2 separate regions of the Gossypium hirsutum genome follow, and region 1 is linked to region 2. A link is a contact called in public Hi-C data. All regions are on one chromosome and are shown on one strand. The core of a region is the stretch at or near the end of the contact, and the rest is flanking DNA. Distances in the headings are between cores, read along the strand shown. Region 1 has its middle 50 kb from the start of LOC121231586. Region 2 has its middle 6.4 kb from the start of LOC107962863.

The links. A called contact is a pair of places that touch in the nucleus more often than the background predicts.
Region 1: a contact with region 2 is called in a Hi-C map of leaf, with 1.6 times the contacts expected there. The contact joins two enhancer-like sites. A contact is called at or near these places in 5 of 34 Hi-C or Micro-C datasets (callus, cotyledon, hypocotyl and 1 more).

Annotation. Positions count from the first base shown.
Region 1 is chrA06:29,460,824-29,463,523 of Gossypium_hirsutum_v2.1, forward strand. No RefSeq gene overlaps it. Among protein-coding and RNA genes, the nearest start is that of LOC121231586, 50 kb to the left of the region's middle. Within about 2 kb of position 1,363, at least 3 of the 9 cell types and tissues checked have an H3K27ac peak or open chromatin away from gene starts, as enhancers often do. A contact at or near this core is called in hypocotyl and leaf, where this site is marked.
Region 2 is chrA06:29,349,589-29,352,288 of Gossypium_hirsutum_v2.1, forward strand. No RefSeq gene overlaps it. Among protein-coding and RNA genes, the nearest start is that of LOC107962863, 6.4 kb to the left of the region's middle. Within about 2 kb of position 1,368, at least 3 of the 9 cell types and tissues checked have an H3K27ac peak or open chromatin away from gene starts, as enhancers often do. A contact at or near this core is called in hypocotyl and leaf, where this site is marked.

The DNA.
Region 1 (2,700 bases), core at 113-2,612, 110 kb after region 2:
GTTCTTTGAAAAGTCACCTCGGTGGCTAATGTGTTGCTCAAAATTTGAGATGAACTGTCCCGACCGGGTTGGGGTGTCACAAATGGCTTATATAATTCTTTGAGATTCTTACTTTTCAAGGATTTAGGATGACTTAGGCGGATTTGAAGCAAACTTTATGCTTAAGTTCGCACAGTTTGCTAGACTAAAGTTCTAGCCCCATGACAAATGCCCATGGTTTAGCAAAACAATGTAAATATTGACTCTATTACATTCAATGTAAGTGAAAATTTTACATAAAAATATATTTATAATTTTTTTTATTGAGAACAAAATACCCTCATAAGTAATAGTTCTTACTTTGTAAAAGGAATGAGTTTTTAGTCATTTCCCAAATGAGTTGACATCCTATTCACTCGTGATACCAACTTAATTAAAAAACAACTTAAATGTAATACTAGATTAAGGCAGACTCGCAATATGGATAAAAAAATTATGTAATAAATATAATTACTAAAAATTTATATAAAAGCCAATTGATATTTTAGTTACAATGGTAAAGTTAAATGTTTATTATGCATGGTGTTTTGGGTTCAAATTTCATTATGATTAAATTTTTATTGATTTATTATATAAATAAAAAGACAAAACACCTTCATAAAAAATATAACTTAATTTGTATATGAGAAGGTAATTTCATAATTTCATAATTGAATTAGTGTTTGATTGACCCTTAACTCTCAATAAGCTATTTAATATAATATAGATATAACAGACAAATTATAAATACTAGATTTCGTCACAACACGATGTAAGCGAAAGAAAATATTTTATGTTAAAAATATTTATTTTTAAAATTTATTTAATAATGAGTATGAATAGAGTGGTAGTAAACTTGTATTTTAATACTATTATGAATAGAGTGGTAGTAAACTTGTATTTTAATACTATTGAACACGTGTTTAACACTTTGATTTTAAAGTTTTTATTCTTTTATTTAAAGATGATAAAAAAATATAAAAGATCGAAGTGTCATTATAAAAATATTAATTACAATTAAAAAAGGAGATATTTTTATAATTTTATAAATGAGTTGGTACCCTAATTAAGGATACGCGGTTTCAACAAAGGACATAAAGTACAAGTATTTGATTAAATGTAATTTTATAATAATAAATTATATGGGATTGGGCAGGCAAACATCATTTTTACCGACCACCATCAACGGTGGAGCTCTTTTCGCGGGAATACCCAACTTGTGATGGTGGGAGTGGGACCAAGTTTTTTCTTAATCACCAGGCTGATAATCCACGTAGCCCACTTTGATTTGCTCCATGTTGATGGACCCAAAATGGTTGGTGGGCTCCGCATAGTAAGGCCCACCAATCTCCATGCCTGAAGGAAAGTGCAAAAGAGCTTCTACGTGTCACGAAAGTGATCGATGATGATAAAGACTGTAATTTAGTTCCAATGATTACATCATGACTGGGGCCCACTCCCAATGAGTGTTCTTTCCACGTCAGTCCTCTTTTCTCGGTTGGCCTTTGCCTTGGGTTGCTTTTGTCGTGGGATTAATTTTTATTTTAATCTAATAATAGTTGGTATAAAAATTTAAAAATTTAATTAATTTATTGGTGATTTTAAATGTGTAAATAGTTGGACTGTTAATTTTCAGGTCAGTTCAAATACAAGCTTTAACCATATTTAAGTATACATATTAAATGTTGACAAATAAAAGTAGAGAGGGTTCCCTTTAAAAAATAATAATAATAATAACTTGTCAGTTTTCAGAAAAATAGAGGGCTGAAAATCACAATATTAAAAAGTTAATTTTTTTATATTTAATGAAAATAAGACAATCATTTGATGTATTAATTAGGTATTTCTATATTAAAATTGTTAATTTAATTGTTAAATCACACATTAAATATTAAATATTATGTGATATATTTTAAAATTAAGAAAAATTTAATATTGTAAAAATAGATGTTTTAAAAATATTAGTTTTGAGGATTTCAAAGCTTTTATAAAAGTTTTATCGTTTATTTTTTCTTTATTTTTTTCAATTTTACATTATTTTTAGTTTTTACTTTTAAAATTAATGTATGTGACAATGTTCTATTTTTCTTTAAAATTTTCATTTTAAATTTAGCTACACAATATTTAATGGTTAAGTTAACAGATTTATTAACGAAAGGACTTGATTAATATAACATCGATAGTTTAGGAACATAATTAGAATATTTTGAAGTATAGAGACCAATTTAAAATGAGGATCATAGTTTGGGGATGTCTAGTGCAAGTAACTCTATTTATAATATACTAGATTATGGCATATCATATGAAAAAAAAATAGGCATAATGACTTATTAGACCTTCAAACTTTACAAAAAAAATTATTTTAGCTCTCTATTTAATTTTTCGTCTTTTTAGCCTTTAAACCTGTATTGTTTGTCAAATCACCCCGAAATGAATAAAAAATTTAATATTTTTTTCTTTGCTGACATGACATATATGTGGATGCTACATCAGCAATTAATTAATTCTTTAAAAGTTTAAAAATTCAAAAAATTATTTTAAAAATAAATTTTATTAAATTTATTTAAAAAGGTATAAAAATTATAAAAATATCATTTAATTTTTAAAATATAATAATTTGTTAAATTGCCATGTGTATGCCATGTCAACAAAATTAACTAACATTAACTTTTTTATCTATTT
Region 2 (2,700 bases), core at 118-2,617:
CAAAGAACTATTAAGTGACAAAGAACAGATTTACAAAGGCAGTCCATTGAATATCTAGGATCAGTGAGTCTACTTCTATCACTAATCAAACAAACCCATTCTAATCTAAAATGTACTCTCATTTTGTTAACCATATATGTTCTCTCTTGCTTGCAAAAAGAAAGAGAAGCATTTGAATTGATTGTGGAAAGTGGAAAGCTTGTTTACAAGCAATCTGGAATAGTGGTTAACACTCAAGTTTCCTCTCCGCCCCGGTGAGGCTACAATAGCTGCTGGAAGATTGGCGGCTTCTCAAGGTGTTCTTGAGGTACATAATATATTGGCTTTGACTAAAATTCACAGTATTTCACAACATGAATAGTGCTAAAACCTCATTTTTCTTCTGCAGAAATGTGCTATAGATGATGACTACACCTCATACAAAGTTGGGAATGATGTTGATGAGCCCTCAAATGATGCATGCATTACAACATTATTAAGTCTAAAAAGTATGAATGCAAGCAATGTGGAAGCACCAGAACAAGTGAACCTATCTCCAAGAGCCACGCATGGTCAATTTGGAAACTCTGGTCCAATACCTTCCCAAGGCCAAGCCCCATGGGACTCCCTAGCCCAAGGGTGGTAATTGTGGGTATGCTGATAATCAAAGGGAGAAAAATAACAATTTGGGCCCACACCAAATGATAAATAATCGTGGTTGAGCGCTTTTTAAGTGAAGGGGTCGGTCTAACTCTCACCAAACAATCTTTGTTTTAGGCGCATAACCCTAAACTTATAGGCATGTATATCATAACTTTAAAATTAAAAAGTAAAAACTTATTTTTTTAAAAAATAAACTAATCTATTCTTTTTGACCACTTGTATGTTTAACGGCCACCAATTGTTTATATATATATATATTATTGTTATACTCCAGCACCCCGGCACTTCCAAAACACCATGATAATTCTAAGATGTTATATATTAACTGTTAATACAATCATCTTTTGATTTGAAGGGGAATCAACAACTTATAATTTTACAATAAATTAATTTTTAATTTTATAATTTAAAGATAAACATTTATTTAAAAATACTTTATCCTTCCATCTATTATTCAATTATTATAAAAATTTTAATCTAATTTTTTTCTTACATCTCTATTATATGCATACATGATTTAGGTCCATAAGGACTTATAATGATTAAATAATTAAATATTATGAATAATTTAGTGGGACTTTCTATGCTTCATCATGGATCCATTCTAAACCATAAAATTAAAGAGATCTATGAAAAAATAAAAAGAAGAGATAATAGGAGCCCACAACAATAATGGCCGAAACTAAAGAGACGGCAGTTGTAATCTCTTTTTTACTGGGCTAATTTTTCAATATATACTGAAAAATGTAAAAGAGAAATGGGGCAGGCTTAAAATTATTGCCCCCCAATCCCAAATCCCAAAGACATCAAATTATGATTACGTTATCTGCAGAAGAGTCAGAGGAAAACTACACTTAAGACCCCGACACAGATTCATATAATGACGTCAACCTCTTATGCAATTCCCCGTTTTCCCCTTAATTTAGTTAAAAACACAATCATAGATTTATATATAACAGCCTTTCTTCAGTGAAAACTAAATCTAATTAGAAATATTTAAATTCCATATTTTTATTTTAAAATTTTAATGAGAATTAGATGACTAAGGCTTTTATTGATATCAGTTTCTTATTTTTTAAAAATTTTTGATATTCTTGAATCCAGCAATGAATAGAAATTAGAAAAAACAAATATTGGAATTTAGTTCCTTGTGTTTTCATGATTACAACACAAAGCTAGATATTAATATTTTATTTTATTTTATTTTATTTTATTTACATGTATAAATCTTTGACTTATTTAAAAACCGAATTAATTTTTTTGGCAAATGTAAAAATAATTATTTTAATAATCGTAACTTCATTTTTTTTAAATGATATCAAAAAGATTTTAACTCATGATTTCTTTTAACATGTTAATAATTTGAATTATGGGTGTATTTGATAAATTGAAAATTTTTTAAGTAATAAATTTATATTAAAAAATTATTTAGTAAAGTAGTAAATATAAGTATTGAATATAATTATATTGTTTGATAAAAGTAATTTTGATTTTTTAAAGATTATTTGTTTTTATTTTTAATCTTATTGATATAATATTTTATATTATTTTAGATAATTTTGGATAAAAGATAAATATATCAATTTGAATATTTCTTTTTCTATAAAAAAATAATAACTTATTTTAATTGTTTTTATAAATAAAATTAACTTAATATATTCTACATTAAGTGATAATAGCTATTCAACACTTTTTGTTGATAATTATAAATTAAGTAAAAAAATTAAGAGTACCGCTGACCCATTGAGGATTTTGTGCAACAAGTTGTCGAAAATCCTCGAGAATTGGACGAAAAAAACGTTCTTTATCGTGTTTTTTTGTAGCGTTTTTTTGTCAAGCACTAGTGGCATTTTTTTATGCCACTAAATGTGGTTATTTTTGTCACTGAATTCATTGTCGTTTTTTCGCCCAGTAAAGGTAAAGGTTGAGTCCTGAGACTCATTATGTGCAATTAATGTGGATTACAAATTCCCACCATATGCTAATGTCATGTTTGAGCTTTTGTCCGAGTTAATTGGCTGTCTAGAATTTTCCAATTATTAGTATGTTTGTGCTATA